Regions from separate parts of the Gossypium hirsutum genome. Here region 1 is linked to region 2. Evidence: chromatin contacts called from public Hi-C data. All regions are on one chromosome and are shown on one strand. The core of a region is the stretch at or near the end of the contact, and the rest is flanking DNA. Distances in the headings are between cores, read along the strand shown. Region 1 has its middle 57 kb from the start of LOC107924044. Region 2 holds the start of LOC107924044 (scarecrow-like protein 6).

Region 1 (4,717 bases), core at 415-2,914, 57 kb before region 2:
AGCTATGGTGGAAGTGTCATCATAAATCACCCTTAGATTATTTTGTAACCCTACTGTACCAAGCTCATGAAAATATATGTACCAAGCTCATGAAAATATATTAACATGACAGTGTTATACCCTAACCCAATTTTTACTATTTTACATAATTCAAAATAAGATATTGTGTCTGGATCCTCTTTAAGCCTAATCACTTCCCCACCTACATGTCTAACATATGGGTCATTTACAAAGTACCCACCCACGTGCAAAATAATATAATATTCCTCATCTGATGACATCTGCAAAATATAAACAAATAATTTTCTAAGTAAAAAACATTAAAAAAAAGCGAAATTCACTATCTACATTGGGACCATTTCTTTGAATACAATACAAAACAGTAACACATGTTTACAAATTTAACATATTTTTGCTTCGGTAACAGAAATCAACAACATCGAGACCACTGTCGCATCACAAATTGATAAAACAAACCCTACATTGTGGCACTGAAATTGCAATAATAAATCACAAATAACCATAAACAATTTTAATAACAGCTTTATCAATAACATCGGGACCATTGTCGCATCACAAATCGACAAAACAAGCCCTATATTGTGGCACTGAAATTGCAATAATAAATCACAAATAACCAACAAACCAAACCAAAAATGGAATTTATTTTCCCAACAAACCAAATAAGAAAGCATCTACATTTCGATTTTGGGTTACGGAAACTGCTCATGATTGTTGAAGCTTTTTTGTTCCTAAAAGTTTTAGGGATTCAATGATTTGGTTTGTAAAAGTTTTATGGATTTTAAGAATATTTTGGAATACTAATGATTTAGGGATTTCAAAATTTGAAGATTTTAATATTTAGGGATTTCAAGATTTTAGGAATTCAATGAAGATTTCGAATGTTATGGATTTGGGGATTTCACGATTTGGGGAATTTGACGAGTTAAGGATTTTAGAATTTGAGAAAAAAGTTTTGAATTTGGGGGTTTGAGATGATTTGAAGGATTTAGGATTTTTTTGTTTTATGTTTATTAAATTTGTTTAATTTTTTTGTCACGTCAGCATTATTATTTAAATGTTTGCCACATCATCAGTCAACTGGAACGCCACATAGACTAATTCTTTTGACCGATTGTTGACTAACAATCAACTGATGATTACCGTTTCAATAGGGTTGATGTCTAAAAACTCTGTTACGTTGAGGGCCGAAATAAAAAAAATGGTTAGGGGCATATATCCAAAAGCCCCCAAAGGTTGAGGGCTTTTTTTTGTAATTATGCCAAAAAAATGAATGGTAAAAGAGAAGGGAAATAAGAGTTTTCGATTCATGCAAACAATGCAAATAAAGAAAGAAATAGAACAATAATTTTAATAACTCATTTACTTAAATAAAAATTTTCAAATAATTTATTGACAATTTTATAATTTTTTAAAAATGAATGACCAAAACATAAATGTAGTAATAATTTACTGACCTCGGAGATTATCCAAAGTTACGATCACCAAAATCAACATGGTTGAGAAGTTAAATGTCCAATAATTACATAACCCTATTTGAAATATTCTTAAATAGTACTTAGACAGAAAGACAATTATAACCCTAAATGGAACCGCATGGAACTGTAATAAATAAAACCGGACACAACCACAGTCAACCCCCAAACAAGACAAACGTCACTGTCCCACGGTTCTTTCTTTTCAGCTCTCTCTCGAAGACCGCTCACCGTTGTCTTAATCTCCACCTCTAATAATTTTTTTTCTTTTATTTCCTCTCACGCCGGAGACCCAAACCCTCCACCGCCTCTCCGCCGGAATCCGCCACCAATAGTTCATATCTCCGGCGACCCTCTCACTAAGATGACCACCGGCGAACTTCTTAGCATCGATCCTCAAGAGCTTCAATTTCCCTGTAAGCATCTTTCCAAGCTTTAAAAAATAAACTTTTTTTAAAAAAAATTTAACTTTTTTTTTGTTGCTTTACAGATCCATATCTTCATCGTTTCCACTTCTTTTTTTCGAAAATTTTAACAAATTTTTTTGTCTTGAATTTGGTTGAATTGAGAAAGCAGATTTCATGTTCTTTAAATCTGTCCAACAAGACCAACAATTATGTGGCTTTTAAGGTAAAATTAAGCTATTTCTTAAATCTCATGTGAGTAAATTAATATGGGATTTTGCTGTAATATAAGATTATCTGGTTTGTATAATCGATTTATTAGACTTAATTTTTTATCAAATATGTATTGTTTTTGTGTTTATGTAAATACATAATTCTATATATTCTGAAGTTTGTGAATTATTTGTTTTACTCAATAATTTTATAATAAAGTAGGATTGGTAGTGTTAATTGTTTTGAAACATGCGTACCAATTCGAAAATTGCTAGTAAATGTATTATAGAGTATCTTGTACTATGAGTCATATTGAATTTTACTTTCTTTACTTGGAAAATGGGCAAATTAGTTCTTTTACATTATATAAAGAGTAAACTGGTCTTTCTATTCAAAATTTTATCCATTTCTATTGTTAAAAACACTAACATGATTGAGGGAATAACCATGCCACATCTACCACATGGTTATGTACACGGACTGGTTTTTAATAGTAGAAATGGATGAAACTTTTAATAGGAATAATTTACTCTTTCATCTAACCTACAATGACTAATTTGCTCATTTTTTGAGTGAAGGGAGCAAAATGTAATCTGACTCCAAGTACAAGGGTCTCCATGAATCTTTTACCGAAAATCTCTATGGAGCTAGCGATTTATGGTAACAAAGCTTTTTCATGTATGTTGTTTTCCAGGTCAAAACGAAAAACCCAAGGAAGTACTGTGTAAAGCCTAACAATGGAGTTGGTCTGCCTTGGTCTACATGCAACGTTACAGGTCTCCCTCTCACAAAACTTGAACGTATCTATAATTACTTGTTGTTAATCATGTATCATCTTCAAATCTTGAAATCATAGTTTAATTGGTTAATTTATGGAACCAGTTGCGATGCAAGCTCAAAAAGAAGCACCTCTTGATATGCAATGCAAAGATAAGTTTTTACTTCAAAGTGTGGTCACTATAAGTTTTTACTTCAACGTGTGGTCACTAGTCCCGGAGCTACAACAAAGGATATAACACCAGAGATGGTATTTTATCATACTCTACCAGATTTGATTTTAAGTTTGGGTTTTTTTTTTTTCTAACTGTTTGCTTTTCGGTCTAGTTTAATAAGGAATCCGGACATCATGTTGAGGAATGTAAATTGAGGGTTGCTTACATAGCACCTCCTCGACCTCCTTCACCTGTTAAAGAAGGATCCAAAGAAGGCTCTTCACCTTGGGCTTCCGTTTCAGACAATGGTAGCTACAACAGTGCAGATTTGGCATCTGTGAGTATTCCTTGTCTCTATGTCTGACATCGAATCATGTTTTAAGCTTACTGATTTCGAGTGGCAGTTGTAAGTTGTAGTCTATTCGGTTGGCCATATCTTCTTTGGAGATAGATTAGGTGTTGTTTAGTCGCTTCTAATGAAAATTACTTCGTATTGGGCTTGTGTTTGCTGACCTTACATAGTGGTTTAAAGAGAGCAATTTTAACATACCCTGTTAATCCATAATGACACTTTCGTCGTTGTTATAAACTTATATGTAGTGGGTGGTTCCGTATTAACAAGTGAATTATCTTCACGTATTAGCTTCCCTATAGCAAGGATGAACATGAATATCACTTAGATAGTGATATTACCCAGACCTTTTCTCATTCCATTTTCTTGAGACGTGTGTTTAGACCGGTTCTTAGGACTATCTAGGAGCATAAAAATATGAACGCTGTCAACAAGGATAGGAACGAACGTTGTCTCCTTTCTTTTCGTATGAATAGAAGTGTCCCACCATGCCGGACAATCCTGTAGTCACTAAAATTTCTCATCTAAAAGGTTATTCCGACTTCTATTACATCCTTGCATGATTTAACCACAAGGTGGTACAATGTCAGGGGTACTAGACTCCTATATTAGGGTACACTCATGTAGGCAAACAACCTGCTCTGAAAACCTATAGAAGCTTGTTTCATTTAAGATGGACACTAATGTCATGTAGGCAAACAACTTGCCCTCGTTAGCTTGTTAGTGATTAAAAAAGACAAAATTGAATAGTTGGGTGATCAAAGAAGAAATTTACTAATACTTGGGTGATCATAACATTTTATATAGTTGGGTAACCCAAAAAAAAAATACTAATAGTTGAGTGACTATTAGTATAGTTTCCCCAATTTTTTTATTATTACTCACGTTAAAGGCTCTTTTGCATTATTTTTATATGAATAATCGAACCGAAACATGTTAAAAAGAATTATCATCCGTGAAAAAAAAAAAAAACTTGAAAGATATGTTCCTTTTTCTCTATCACTGAAGCTATGTTTAGAATTTGCAATTTAACCCCAGCCCCCCCAAAAAATTATCATTCTGAAAGATACTTTTAATTGCAGAAAAGGGCTCTCATTTCCAAGCTAAATGAGGAGAAAAACGCCACCCTTCTGGAAAATAACAAGCTCCAGCAAGAACTGGTAAGTTTAATCATTGGATCCTCAACTCATAACATAAAGATTTAAGAACACCAAATGCTAATATGTTAAGCTATATCAGTTGATAATATCATTCAATCATGGTCATTTTCTGCAAAGGGTCCTGTATTGTTCTGACCTCAATATGAGCTTATCCCGACCT
Region 2 (5,199 bases), core at 366-2,865:
AGCAAACGCAGTAATTTTCATACAGGGTGCGTCGCCATTTCTTAAAACAAGTTCTTGTATCAAAGAAGCCCATTGTCCACCATATCCGATGTCGAAATCGATTATGTGAACTCGATTACACCCTTCGAAAACCTCGAGAAGCGCTTGATTACAAGTGAAATTCACGAATTGAACGGTCGGAGATATCTCAGAGAACGATTTGTAAGCACCGATCTTGAAAATCATATTGGTAGTATACAAAGTTGAAGTGTTGGTAGTGTTGAAACGAAGGAGTAATTGTAAGGCCTCCTTAAAGTAGAAAGCAGCCCTTATAAAGGGCTTACCTACAGGGGAGAGCTGGTGATTGAGCCGCGCCAATATCCCTTGCGCGAGTACCGGATCACCGGTTTCGATCAGCTCTGCGGCCTGAATTAATTGGTCTATTATTGCCTGCTGAAGCTGTTGGTTGGCCATTTCATCAGTCACTATCTTCGGCGTGGTTGGCCTTTGATGAAGCAGTTGTTGACGCCGGAGATAAAGCTCCGGTCCCGAAGCCGAAAACTGAACTTTCGGCACTTGATAATTCGGTCCACTTGTGCCGGAATTGAATCTCTTCGGCGGTGGTGGTGATAAAAGATTATGTTCCTGCATTTCAGCAGCATACGAAGGGAAAAACATAAACGGATTCTGGGTGAACTCGGCCTGGTTTTGGTCAAATACGGGATTTGAACACGAAACCATATCATTGTTCATCAAGCTAACACTACTAGTAATGGAGTCGAACCCGAAACTATGATCGGCCATACCAAAACCAGCATTAAACTCCATATTTTCCGAAGACCCACCGCCGCCGCCGCTGCCACTTGGTGGTTGAAGGATCTTGTTTAACCCCAAAGAAGGGTCATCAACATCACCCATAATTAGCCTCAAAATGGATTGGTCATTCTCCCAATCCTCCAAACTTAAACCACATTTTCCCGTCCCTGTATCAAAAGACTGGCTTTTACCTTTGGAGACAGCTGCTGTTTCCGCCACGCCACTGCTGTCCGTGGAGGCACCACCGCTGCCTCCGCCGAATGAGGAAGACACTGTTGATGAAGACGTTGGTGGACTCGGGCTTCTTGTAGATGTGGGCTCAAATCCCACATAGCAACAACTTTCCTTGTTGTTTTGCCACTTTTTCTGTTGCTGGTGTTGTAATAACAGTGATGAATTGGAACAAGATGAAGTTGAAGAAGCAAAATCTAAAGCCCCCTTCCCTTGAAATTCCTCAAAGGATAGGGGCATGGCATTCATCTAAGAACAAACTCCAAAAGAAAAAAAAAAGTACACTCCAAAATTTGAAGCACCCAAAATTCTAGAGGTAGAAGAAAGGGGAGACTTGAATACGAAGAGAGAGAGAGAGAGAGAGGGAAATATAAGGGGGGGGGGCAAATTAAGGTGTCGTGTTCGTTAATGGAGGTCCTACCATAAATGGCTTTTGACAAAGCAATTGAGTGCTTACTTTTTAGTTTTTGGTATAAAAAGGGGAAAAAATCAGAAATATACAAAGAAATTTGTGTGGGACGCAATGAACGCGTTGTTTTTAAGCTGACTTAAAAAAGAAATTTGCAGAAAGAAAAATGAACAAAGGAAGATGATAAATAGAAAACAATGTAGGCAAAATAATAAAGTGTTAGGAGAAGATATGGTGGCCAAGCATCTTTTAAAGTTTTCTTTTACAGACTCCAATTTTATTTGTTTTTCTATTATTTACTAAGAGAGAGTAAAAATCCGATTTTTATTTATAAAATTCCTAAATTAAAACCTTACTTGAAAGAAAGTGATGAATTAGACATTTTTAATCAACGGTGATGGCATAGGGCAAGCAGAGTCTTGAGCACTTCAAATGAAGAATTTTTGTTTTTACCCCTAGTTCAAGTATTGTTCGATAAGCTTATAAAACAATTGCCATCAGAATCAAACGTTAGATGATTAGAGGTATTGTTGAATATGTTTGGAACAGTACAATTCCCATATTGGTAAACCATTGACTAAGACCACCTTTGAAAGACAACAATATATATATTTATGGAACACCCCTAATGTTGTTTATTGCACAAGGACACCCCATGTATATCAACTTATCCCCCACCTCCTATTGCCCTTTGCTTTTTTTTGTTTGCCTTGGATGCTCACAAGGGTTTTTTCTTTGGCTTTAGGTTCATTTGTTTTTCTACATATATATCCTCCTTTTTATAATCTTACATTAAGTTGTTATTATATATGCTCTTTATTAATACAATATTTACGATTGTCTATAATTTCTTATCAACCTTTAAATAGGAGAATAATGCACTTCAACGCACTTAAATCTGCGTCCTCTTACATAGACAATATTACTAATATTAATCAAATTAAGACTCAATTGATATTTATATTATATTTTTAATATGTTTAAGCATGCTGGTTGCTTGATTTCTATTAATTTTAGTATACCAAGTAATGGGGTCATGGCCTGCCTGTTAAAAGGCTGCAATCATTGTGTTTTATTTGTAGCTCAACCAATTGTCACTTTTCTTCTATAAATTCTCTCTCTCTCTCTTTTCCAAAATGTTGGAGAATTAAAACCATAAGTATTATGAAAACAAAATCATCCTACTGGATTGCGAAATTTTATATTGGTAAAAATATGTGATAAACTTAAATTTAAATTTTGTATTTTTATTTTAGAAATTTAGTTTCTTATTTTTTATATTTAAAAATTCAAGTCTAATTATTAATATTGTTAAATTTGTTAATGTGATGTTTAAAAAAAATATTAACTTGGTAGTCATGTAATTAAAAAACTAACATTATAATGAACCTTAATTTAATAAAATAATTTTAACAATGTTAATAGTTGGACCTGAATATTTAAATAAAAAAGTAAAAAGACTAAATTCCTAAAAATAAAAGTATTGGGATAAAATTTCAAATTTGTGACAAATACAATGACCTGTGACATATTTTAAACTTTTATATTTGTTTGGTAATGTAATATTATTACGTTTGCATTTCAAGCATTTCCTTGAGTTGGTATGTTACATCTCAAAAATCGGGTTAGTAGAATTTGGGTTAGTGAACCAAGAGTGGTCACGTATTGTTTTTTGAATTAACGTTGTAGGAATCGTGGTAAGTAAATTAATTTGATTCAGTGGTTAAGTGTTCCAGTTGTGTGCTTGAAGTTCTGTGTTTAATTTGTTTCCTTAGAAAATTCTTTATTAATTTTGATTCCATACCTGATTTGGTTCATAAGGGTTATCTTTAATTTTTGTTAATTTGCTGGCAAGAATGAGATTACTAATTCAATAATAAGGCCTTAGCTTATTTTTGCCATTCCTCACTTTAACTTTCCCGTTTTCCACTTTCTCCATTTTGCTTGCACGTCTATTTTTCTCTCTGGTTACTGGGAATTTTCTTTTTGCTTCTTCATCTCTCTCACATTTTTCTTTGTATTCTTCACATTAGTCCCTTTGATTTTTCTTTTGTCGTTCCTTTTGTCTTCTATTTTGTTACTATTCTGACTGGTGTCGTCATTTCTTCTAGATTCGTTGCTGGTCGTGCGAGATAAGAGAGTTAGTATAATCGTCGTTTTTTCTTTTCCTTTATAAAGCATTATTTGTTTAGGATGCTATTATATTTTGATTTTTCTAAGGCTGTGATAGATGGTTGAGTTCAGTTATGGAGATTTTAATCGTTTTCTTTCGTGTAATTCTGTTTAGGTGAAGGTTGTGTGACGCATATTCCTCTAATGAGTTGAGTTCGATAATATTCTTTTCTACGGTAAGTTTCTAACGACCAAGTTTAGGGGTTGGTTGTGAAAATTTAGTTCGCAAAGGGTCGAGTACCCTATTGCTATTGGTCGAATGCTAGGGAACCTAGGGCCAAATCTTTTTAAGTGATCATTAATTGTTTAATTGTGGATGTCGTATGGGCAAATTATGGTATGTTGTTGTTCTGTCAACATCCCGAAAGTATTCAGGTGCATGGTGCTAACTCGAAATTTCGTAAAACAGTGAAAAATTGAAATTGTCGATGCTACACGATCGTGTTTCTGGTCGTATGGCAAGTTGTGTAAGCCAAATGGGCGTGTAATCAGTTGTGTGGGCCACACGGGCGTGTGGGCCCATTTTGAATAAGTTTAATTAGAACCGAGTTTTGGCTTGCGTATTTGAGGTCAACGATTACATAGATTCTGACAAATGATATTTATGATGGATCGATCAATGTAATCTTTTGTTCTGTTATATGTGTATATTTTCTGAATAAATTGTATATATATGTGATCTATAAATTTGATAGTATCAGTAGCATGTTTTCGGTTTGGAAACCTTATAAATGAGCATGTTCAATCTGAATGTATCAGTATATGTGTAATGACGTTGCTTGTGACATTATGGCGAAACTGATTTGTGATTATGAATTTGATTCTTCTATTTTATAAAGTATGGAGTTTTATGTCTATTGATTTTTGTTTATTATAAGGTTGCATGATCAACTCGCTTACTGTTCTAATTCTGTATTTGCGTGCCATGTCACATTGTATGGGGTGCGAATGATATAGTAAGGAGGGAGTTCTGGCAGTTTAATGACTTGCACTATCTAGTGGTTTAACCACATATATTTGTTCTAGCAGTTTATCTACGACTTTGGTGGCATTGGCCACAATTATTTGTTGGTGTGTTTTGGATGGACGAGTATTGGGGAACTCTTTTTGGTGTGTAGTGGAGTTGGGTAGGAATTTTTTAAAAAATCTGCATTATATTTTTTCTGAAAAATACTGCATTGAGATAATTATGCATTCTCAGTTTTGCTCAATCGATCATTATAAAATTCTCTGTGATATTTTGATATGGTTATTACATTATCTGTACTTATGCTTGAGTTAAGTCACACACTGAGCTTCATATCTCACTCATTTACTTTATCTCCTCAAGTAATCTGTAGAATTAGAGATTGACAATGTCTCGGTAGCTTGGATTGGGTTTTCCTCGCATAAAATGGCTTAATTTAATTATTAATTAAATTTTCTAGACTTTTGAAACTTTGAACTAATTCTGGGACTTTATTTTCAGTTTTGAGTTTTCTATTGGATATTAGTTAAATGGTTTAAATAATTCGTCTAATTTCTGTTAATCAAAATTAAATGTTTTTTTATTTTTAAAATAAAATAAGTTGTGGATTTTTCCACTGCAAACC

What was found. A called contact is a pair of places that touch in the nucleus more often than the background predicts.
Region 1: a contact with region 2 is called in a Hi-C map of leaf, with 1.8 times the contacts expected there. The contact joins the enhancer-like site here to the promoter of LOC107924044 in region 2. A contact is called at or near these places in 11 of 34 Hi-C or Micro-C datasets (anther, callus, fibers and 3 more).

Annotation. Positions count from the first base shown.
Region 1 is chrA12:76,612,663-76,617,379 of Gossypium_hirsutum_v2.1, reverse strand. It overlaps the pseudogene LOC121211400. Among protein-coding and RNA genes, the nearest start is that of LOC107924044, 57 kb to the right of the region's middle. Within about 2 kb of position 1,664, at least 7 of the 9 cell types and tissues checked have an H3K27ac peak or open chromatin away from gene starts, as enhancers often do. A contact at or near this core is called in fibers and leaf, where this site is marked.
Region 2 is chrA12:76,554,842-76,560,040 of Gossypium_hirsutum_v2.1, reverse strand. It overlaps LOC107924044 (scarecrow-like protein 6), which reads right to left and starts at 1,615. Exons shown (of 1, transcript XM_016854312.2): 1 at 1-1,615. The coding sequence starts at 1,275.